3 separate regions of the Mus musculus genome follow, and all the other regions are linked to region 2. A link is a contact called in public Hi-C and HiChIP or PLAC-seq data. All regions are on one chromosome and are shown on one strand. Each heading gives the region's core, a stretch centred on a gene start, on an enhancer-like site or on the middle of the called end of the contact. The rest is flanking DNA. Distances are from core to core; before and after follow the strand shown. Region 1 has its middle 72 kb from the start of Gm29865. Region 2 holds the start of Cyp2u1 (cytochrome P450, family 2, subfamily u, polypeptide 1). Region 3 overlaps Gm29865 (a long non-coding RNA gene).

Region 1 (3,001 bases), core at 440-2,939, 520 kb before region 2:
CATAATCAGTGTGTTGACAAGGAGTCCAGGACAACTGAGATCACAGAAGACTTTGAAAAATAAAACTTCATCAAAAGACCTGACAGAGCCACACCATGGTGTGAAGTCCTCCATTTTGATAGAACTATGAGAGTCCCAGTAACCACAGTGATATGCCTACAGAAATAGTTCACCTACCCAGCCCCATGGATCCCAAGTGACGACCAGCCAGCAAAGGCATCGACCACCCCAGCATTCTTTATCCGATTGCTCACTGGTTACTTCTAACAATGGCCAATGGTGGGCCACAAATGGTAAGTTTTCAATGCCCTTCTCAGCCTCTCCCCCTTCTTTCCTATAACTCCCCAGCTTTTAATCAGACAGTGGGCTCTGATTCTTACAGAGACACAAGTCAGCAAGTTGCCAATACCCTGTCTGCCTTTCTGTCCTTGCGCCCTTTTAAATCCACTGAAGGAGATGAAGTCATCTACAGTGAAAACTGTAAGACAATGAAGAACCTGAAGAAGGCACTAACAGATGAAAAGACCTCCCAAACTCTTGGTCCACAGAGTATGTAAAAACTGTCATATGATCAAAAGCAATCTGTAGTTTCTGAGGACTCCCCCATCAGAATTCTGACAACATTTTTCAGTTCTTCGCAGAACAAGAAAAGACAGTCATAAAATTCATATGGAAACTTGAAAGTCCCTGAATGGCCAGAGCAGTGTTAAGTGGAACACAAAACTCTGGTGGAGAATTTACAACTATCCCAGGAACAAAACCTATGTGGTATTTGCACACACACACACACACAAAAAGATATAGACAAATGCTATAAAACAGAAGGCCCAGAAAGGAGGCCAGGCAGACTTTTAGCCTCCTGAGCCTCACCAAGGGTACCCAGCACATGTGTTGAATAAAAGTAGTTACTTTAATAAGTAGTAGGGAAAGGGTCTGCTGGAAAGAGCTGAAAGGATTGCCCTGTCTCTCACCCTCTACAAAAGTTAATACAAATGGATCAAAGACTCAGAGCAAGACCTGAAACTTTGAAATGGTGGAGAGAATAAAAGGAAAACATTTGAAAACTCAGTATGGAATTTTCTGAAAAAGAAAATTGAAAATGGAACCACTATGTGATTTCACCTGACCAGGCCCCTTCACCAGATTATGAGAGAGCTAATAATGTTTTATTTTTATCATTCAGTACTAGGGTTCAAGCAATGCTCACATTAACAGTCTGTTTCCATTAAAATGCTTTTATGGTATTTCAAACCCTGCTATTTAATCACAATGAAAGTGGAAAGATCCTTTGGTGAGGCTTATTTCACAAGTACTGATACTTCTTATGCCGTTCCTTTAATTTATGAGACTGTCGACCTTGATACCATTTTCCTCCCCACACCCAAATCTCCTCTCTAAGGACTTGATTGGGACCTAGAACAGTAGGTAATCTACCTATTAAACTTAAGTTTTTATCTTCTGTATTGACCCCATGTCTTTCATATGAGACAAATGGCCAGAAATCTTAACCTCATAAAAATTTTGAAACTGTGGAGTCAAACTTGTTAAAGAGCCTTTTCTCTGTCGTTTCCAAGAAAACATTTGAGACTATCGACTAAACTCCCCTTTAGGTCAAACATAAGACCTTGCCAAGGCCTGTGTGTGGTTTCTTAGCTACACATTACTAGAAACCAAGGTCCTAAAGACAATGACTCACAATAAGAAAATGAAACTAGCTGATTATTCCTGGTATGCCAACTTCTGCCATCAACTCTCCATACTGCTACAAAGGAAGAATAATCAAAATCAAAGTCAACAGTTAAACTCAATATGTAGAATTTCAGTACAGGGAACTGGAATTTGCTAGTATTTTCACCCAAGCCTAAGAGAATGAAAATCATGATTTCCCACAGCTAGCCCTGAGACCAGGTTTAGGAAGACAGTATGAACCCCACTGATAAGGTTTGCTACTTGAGCTGTCTGCCTTCCTTCTGTGTCCCACATCCCCCAACAGGGCCAACACATTCAGAGAAGTACAAAGCTAGAGCTAAAATAAAGCAAGTGTTTTCAGTCCTCCTTCCCTGAGACGATTAAAGCAACTTTTAAGGAAGAGATATAATGTCAAATTGACTATATCTGTTTACAAAAGTGACAGATTTTGTTCTTTCTTTCCCAAATGTTAACAGTTTAGACAACACTCTTCAAGCATCAACATCTATGCTCACACACAGGTCCTTAAGAGCATAGAAGAGAAAGTTCAGAACAGTTACTAATGCTACACTATATAGAAATGATCCAGTGGGTTAATTAATTACAGAGCACTATTGCTTCACAGCACTTAATGAAAGCTGTTGACTAAGGCTCCAAAGGATGCACAATGAAGAAAAATAGGAAATGGTGGAGCAGACACATAAATTAGAACATGCTTGTGTCCCAAAATCCTAATGAAAATCAGTCCAACTATAAAGGAAATGCAGCAGTGGCCCTAAAAGGAATCAATTAAGCAAGCCCTTTCCACCATCTCTTCGGTAGACTATCTGGTAGCATGTTACTTCACAAGGAACACTGTCTAGACTAGTCTGTCTTGGGTTGTTTGTCAAACTAGAACTCACAGTCTCTGTTGGCACAAAGAATTATCTCAACTCCAGGGAAGAATAGGATCAGATCACAGTGCACCCGCATTATGTGGTCGACATTAAGAGAACCTAAAACTTGTTTACTGAATACTAACTTGACAAATGAGAGAGCCCAAAGCATAAAGTGATGATGTAACTTATAAAATAAGCCACGGCTTCCAAAAGACAGTCTGGATGATAAACCAGGTTGGTTTGTACCTAAAATTGATATTATCTCTGTGCCATAACTTTCTCACCAATCCTGTCCTGATCATTTGCTAAATGAAAATGGACAATATGACCCATAATGGTGGATGAAGATTATCTAGAGCTAAGCAGATGGCTAGCATCCTCCATCTCAGGGTTTGAGGAACAGTTTCTAACCTAGGAACGTAACCGAAGAGAAC
Region 2 (3,126 bases), core at 376-2,875:
TTAGGAAAAAGGGGAGGGGGATTCATTTCACCGAGTATCATTCAGTTGCAAAAGTATAAGAAGATATTTTTTTCCCCCTTAGGAATGGCCAGAATCCAAGCTAGGAGACTGGTGAACCGGATGTGTTCATAGCCTCTAATATTTTGGCAAAGAATGTGACTGCTCCCCGAGGGTGACTAAAGAACTTGCCTGAGGTTAAATTTAAGAGAAAGTGACTAATTTTTTTGCAGAGAATATTTCAAAGAGGGGGCACGCGGCAGCAGTCTGGGTGTTTGGTGGCAGGGAAGAGGCAGAAGATAAGACAAATGGGTCGGATAGATTCCTGCTGTGCCATGAAAAAGGGGGACTAAACAGCTTAAGATAATTTGTGAATTGAGCTCACCCGATAGTAGTGGGTTAGAGAATGGCATAAAGAGAAGGAAATGCCGTATTGGAGACTGCATCTGCCAACAAGCAGCTGGAAAGTGTATGTGTGCTCTGGGGAGAGTACAGTACTCCTGTGATCGCACCCAACAGTGGAAGCGTAAACAGGGGGCTTCCAATTAAGGCTGGACTGTGAGTTACAGGAGCGGCCAGTTGCAAGACAGTAACAAGATAATAATGAACATCTTAATGTCTTATACTCGGAAATCTTGTTTAAAGTCACACAAGAAAAGGAATCTGATAAGGGTTAATTACTGGAAATGTGACAGGGGCTTTTGTAGTTTGTGGAGGGGAGAAGGAAGAATGTATTTGTGTACTTTACTAACTACGGCAAAAGCAGTAGAGAACAGTAGATATTTTTTAAAAACCCACATAATAGGAAAAGAAGTCACCACCCTTCAAGCTTTGGTCATATTTATAACGCACCATAGTGTTCAAATTCTGTGTGGTGTGTGCGTGTGTTTGTTGGGAGGGAGTGATCTAACACAGGAACCAAACGTGGATCACAGGTGAAGCACTTCCCTACCACAAGCATGGGCTAGAATTTGACCCCCTCCCCCAGCATGGTAGTATATGTCTTTAATATGTGAATTCTGGAGGCAGATGTAGGTGGATCTCTGAATTGGTAGCCAAACTGGTCTACATAAGGAGTTCTAGGCTATCAAGATTCAAATAAAAGTAGAAAATAGAAATAAGAATAGAAAAATTAAAATAGAAAAAAAAGGGGGGGGGGCATCGACAATTCTAGGGAGAGTCTAACCGAGAGAAACCACAACATCTGGCCTGTAAATGACAGGAAGGTAAAGCACTCTGGAGCCATCCCCAGATGTTGGAATATCCACACATCACATTGTTGGATACTAGCTCAGCATTTCAGGTCTTGTCTAAGGCTAATTAATAAAGCAGTCACCCAGCCCGGGTTCTCTGAGTGTTTTGATATAGTCAGGCCATATGCAGAAACCCACAGAAAGCTCACACCCCCTGGAGGAGCCTGCTGCTGCTAGTGCACTAAACTGGCAAAACAAACAAACAAACAAACAAACAAACAAACAAAACCCCACTCAGGACAGCTCAGCTGTGCTGCGAGAGACCACTCGTCACCACCAGCCGTCCCGTAGGACGTCCCGCCCCCACCTTATGCAGGAGCAGCTGACTGGAGGATCCCGAGAGGGGCACGCGGCGCAGCCAATCGGAAGGGCGTGCCTTGCCCTGCCTCGCGGTTGACCTTGAGTCATGTAGCCGGCTACTGTCGCGGTGCCGGCGCGTCTGCAGCGGAGCTAGATGCAGGCGGTACCTGGGACATGTCCTCGCTCGGGGACCAGCGTCCCGCGGCAGGGGAGCAGCCGGGAGCTAGACTGCACGTGCGGGCGACAGGAGGCGCGCTGCTACTTTGCCTGCTGGCGGTGCTGCTAGGCTGGGTTTGGCTGCGGCGGCAACGCGCCTGCGGCATCCCTCCGGGGCCCAAGCCTCGGCCACTCGTGGGTAACTTCGGGCACTTGCTGGTGCCGCGCTTTCTACGACCGCAGTTCTGGCTGGGCTCGGGCAGCCAGACGGACACGGTGGGCCAGCATGTGTACCTGGCCAGGATGGCCCGTGTCTATGGCAACATCTTCAGCTTCTTCATCGGCCACCGTCTGGTGGTGGTCCTCAGCGACTTCCACAGCGTGCGCGAGGCGCTAGTGCAGCAGGCTGAAGTGTTCAGTGACCGCCCGCGGATGCCGCTCATCTCCATCATGACCAAGGAGAAGGGTGAGCGCGCCGCGGGCTCAGGATCCCCAGGCGGCAGGACCTGCGTCATGACCAGCATAGGGGATAGAGGACGGAGGCGTGGCTTTCTAGTGTGCGATTAAAGTGGGAGACACACTGGAAAGTGAGGGAGGTGTGGGCACCAAACTGTAAAATAAGGACCACCCACCCCGGAAGCCTTCCTTTGTCCCAAGTGAGGCCTTCTCACGCATAGGTCTGATCTCAACGTTTCTAAACATTGGCTGTGTTAGGAAAAGGGGGAGGGGGATTCATTTCACCGAGTATCATTCAGTTGCAAAAGTATAAGAAGATATTTTTTTCCCCCTTAGGAATGGCCAGAATCCAAGCTAGGAGACTGGTGAACCGGATGTGTTCATAGCCTCTAATATTTTGGCAAAGAATGTGGCTGCTCCCCGCGGGTGACTAAAGAACTTGCCTGAGGTTAAATTTAAGAGAAAGTGACTAATTTTTTTGAGAGAATATTTCAAGATAGCCAGTCTGTTCCCAGAGCCCGTGTATATCTCCCTCGGCAGACACAGGGTCTCGATCTCCTATTCTCCAGCCACCTGTCAATCCTGTGTTCTGTCTTCAGACACTGAAGTACAAGACTGAATCCATTGTGGGTGGCATATATATGCTTCGGTTCAGGAGAGTGGCCCCCTGACTTCATACTTTGATATCCCCTCCCTCACCCCATTTCTAATTTTGCCTTGGAAACTCCCCATGTAAGGCCTCAGAAAGCTCTGGAATTGGAGGCACCTGTAATGGGGAGGGCAGGTGTGAGCACTGGGCTGGAGCACGGAGAGCTTGACTGCTATATCAAGGGTAGTTAGTTCTTGTTCCTAAGGCCACTCCAGCCTCTGCAGAAAACAGAAGTTGGATGCGCTGAATTGCGTGCACCTTAGTGGCCTCTTGGCTAGAGTTGGGTTCAAGATGAAGGGTGTATGACAGCCACTG
Region 3 (3,086 bases), core at 34-2,533, 610 kb before region 2:
GAATAACTTTCTAATTCAGTGGAAGTTTTGGAGGCTTGAAAATGGTAAATCATTTTTCCTTCGTGTTCTCCATTACCTTCAATCGTGTTTATATCCATAATGCAAACTCCATAAAGTTCCGTTTTTGTTCATATATATATATATATATATATATATATATATACAAAACAAGTTATAGAGAAACTGTTAAGATGGCAGCACTAGCGTCTTCCCTTTTGGCAATACGCTAAGCCTTCACATAATAAATTCTGTGTGTGTGTGTGTTTAGAGACTAGCTGCTCAGACTTATCCCAATTTATTGTTTTTTTTTTTTATGCAGAGATAAAGACTTATTGCTAAACACATTTGCTTTTTTGGTGTTTTGGAGCCTGCTTGCTCCTGGGTGCCAATTACACTCTGGCAGGAGGCTGAAGGTCTCCATGGAGCAGCTGGTGTCAGCATCGCATAAAATATGCCTCTGAAATGGATCATTCTGCTGCTCAGGGAACATGCAGTGGAGGCTTAGCTGAAATAAAGAAAGAACAAAGCTATGCCATCCAAAAATAAAATCAAAGGGGATCAAGTTAAGGTTATTTATATATACTGTTACTGGACTCAATATTCTAAACGCCTCACAGCTGTTCAAAATTTGAGAAGAAGAAATCAAATATATCACTAACATCTCCTTGCCTGGTGGGTCCTTGGGCAGGTATATCTATCATCCGTCTATCACTAGGAGCCCCTGCTGTACCGATCCTGTCTCTGTTCTGCTTTGCACTTTGAACTTGTAGTTAAGGGAGTTGGATCCCACATTGATAAAATGGGTTAAAATCCCAGCTGTGTGACTTCCTGACTCTCTAACCTTGGGCAAGAAATTTTTTTGTTTGTTTTGTTTTTTTGTTTTTGTTTTTGAGACAGGGTTTCTCTGTGTAGCCTTGGCTTTCCTGGAACTCACTCTGTAGACCAGGATGGTCTCGAACTCAGAAACCCACCTGTCTCTGAGTCCCAAGTTCTGGGATTAAAGGCATGTGCCACCACTGCTCGGCTTGGGCAAAAAAATTTAACCTATTTAACTTCTGGTTTTTCATTCACACAATTGGGGGTGGGGGCAGGGAGCATGGTTTTTTACTTTGGGAATTCATTGAACTAGGCAGTGTGGGGCACTGGGTTTAGTATCTCTGTTATGAAATCCTCAGCAAGCGTCAACAATGGCTGTCACTTCCATGAGGGTGTACAGCTAACCACAGGCATCAGGGGAGAAGCCACTTCCCAGCTCTGGGTATGTCCAAGATAACGGATACCGGGATGACTCGGTCTTCTTGAAACAGAAGCCTGGTTTCTTTCCCAGATGCCTGCCTTGCTCCGTGACCCAGCACTGAGTCATTCTTCCACAGTGGCGTTTTGTCTGTATCTCCTAGGGCTTCCTCACTTCTAGACCCATGATCTGATGATCCACAGGGCAAAGCTGATATCCCCAATCTTACCATGCATCAGCCTCGGCTGATGGTACCAAGATGTGGAACGTACAGTCATCTCACCTTGAGCCCAGAACCACCGTGTTCAAACTTAATCTAACTCATCGACCCGTCTGATCCTTGAGAAATAAAAGGGTACGCCTGCCATCTACCTGGAAGAATAAATTAACTTTAAAATCAGGAATGCAGCACTTTATCAGATTTGATTTTAATTCTGTTTGATTGGGGCTCTTGTTTGCTTTGTGCAATAAATACACTGTCTACACAAACAGGGAAGCTGGGCTGGAAGAACAACAAGAGGGAGAGAATCTTAAAATAGCTAGGCAGGACTGATAAGGAAGAAAGAAAAACGTCTGCATAATGGAGTTTGGGGAAAGGATGAATTTGGGATTCAAAAAAAAATATGTTTGAAATGACTGGCGTATATTTAAATGAAAAGGAGAATACAAGGAAAGAAAGAGTGACAACTGGCGTCCCTGAGAAAAGCGGTTTCTGGAGTACAGAGTGGGCGGGGCCATATTGTGCGTCTCCATGCGGAGGGAGAGGACAACATACAGGGGTCAATGGTCTCCTTCCACCCTATGGGTTTGGATTTTGAACTACGATTATCAGACTTAGCAGCAAGCTCCTTTAGCCACTGAACCATCTTGCTGGCCTGGTATTTTAGGGGCTTAGAACATGCATCTGAATCTGGATGGTTTGAAAATAATTAAAGGGAAACTCAAAGGACGTTTCTTATAGAAGCCTACGGCACTCATTCAGAGGGGATTCTCCTCTGTGTTGGGATGTTGGCCTAAGGAGTAACTTCTACTAACAATTCCCTATTCCTAAAGGATGCTCAGGGCTGAGTAGCGGCTGCCCAAGGAGGTACCGAGTATGACAGAGCTCTGTTCACCATTTGTTTCTGGGTCCAGTGGCTAAATCCAGGGAATAAATGGGAATCGCTAACAGTGGCTCTCCAGCCCTCCATTCCTTGCGGACAGAAACAAAACAAATCAGTGCTGAGCCTACAGACGCAGTCTTAAGTCCTCTGTCAGCATGTGCTCCAGGTATACACAGACAGAAGTGCAGCAATTTAAGTGACGGAAGGACAATGTGGAAGCTCCGCCTGATGGATCATGTCAAATTCCAGCATGTGGGAAACTGAGACAGGAGGATCACAGTATTGGAGGTGAGCAGGGACTACTGAGAAAGCATTGGCATTGATGAAAGCCGATCTTTCTTAAACAAACAAACAAAAAATAATAATAATCTAAGCTCCATAAAACCCTGCAGAGAATGAGACCATCCTGAAATGTCCGCACCAGCCTGCAGCCCTGAGAGAACCATCACGCTTTGACTGCACTTGACCACTCTACTTAGTCTCCTCCTCAGATGCCTTGACGTTTCCTCTAGCCCTGTGTACCTGAAGCGCATGCAGCTTCTTAGAAATGCCTGCTCTCACCCTAGTGGTTGTACATTTTTATTGACTAAAGAAATTTAAAGGCTGTTCTGACTTTTCATGTCAATCATTAGCCTCTACCTATGTTCTAGTTTTAGGTCTGCAACAGTCTTTCCCTGCCTCTGTCTAGAACATGACATATGCCCTGCCTAAGTATTTGTGGTTTCATGCATTCGGATATATGGTATTAA

The links. Hi-C and Micro-C count contacts between places; a contact is called where the count stands out from the background. HiChIP or PLAC-seq counts read pairs in DNA pulled down with a chosen protein or histone mark.
Region 1: a contact with region 2 is called in a Hi-C map of pancreatic cancer cells, with 2.7 times the contacts expected there. The contact joins the enhancer-like site here to the promoter of Cyp2u1 in region 2. A contact is called at or near these places in 3 of 39 promoter capture datasets (the 3T3-L1 cell line, the HPC-7 cell line and the SN4741 cell line), 1 of 484 Hi-C or Micro-C datasets (pancreatic cancer cells) and 2 of 115 datasets of contacts at active chromatin or transcription factors (pancreatic cancer cells and stem cell-derived neural progenitor cells).
Region 3: a contact with region 2 is called in a FOXA1 HiChIP or PLAC-seq map of pancreatic cancer cells. The contact joins the enhancer-like site here to the promoter of Cyp2u1 in region 2. A contact is called at or near these places in 3 of 39 promoter capture datasets (3T3-L1-derived adipocytes, HPC-7-derived erythroid cells and embryonic stem cells) and 2 of 115 datasets of contacts at active chromatin or transcription factors (pancreatic cancer cells and stem cell-derived neural progenitor cells).

What each region holds. Positions count from the first base shown.
Region 1 is chr3:131,819,544-131,822,544 of GRCm38.p6, reverse strand. No RefSeq gene overlaps it. Among named protein-coding and RNA genes, the nearest start is that of Gm29865, 72 kb to the left of the region's middle. Within about 2 kb of position 1,689, at least 5 of the 459 cell types and tissues checked have an H3K27ac peak or open chromatin away from gene starts, as enhancers often do. A contact at or near this core is called in pancreatic cancer cells, where this site is marked.
Region 2 is chr3:131,301,726-131,304,851 of GRCm38.p6, reverse strand. It overlaps Cyp2u1 (cytochrome P450, family 2, subfamily u, polypeptide 1), which reads left to right and starts at 1,625. Exons shown (of 5, transcript NM_027816.3): 1 at 1,625-2,172. The coding sequence starts at 1,725.
Region 3 is chr3:131,911,903-131,914,988 of GRCm38.p6, reverse strand. All of the region lies in intron 1 of Gm29865 (a long non-coding RNA gene), which reads right to left. Among named protein-coding and RNA genes, the nearest start is that of Gm29865, 20 kb to the right of the region's middle. Within about 2 kb of position 1,283, at least 32 of the 459 cell types and tissues checked have an H3K27ac peak or open chromatin away from gene starts, as enhancers often do. A contact at or near this core is called in pancreatic cancer cells, where this site is marked.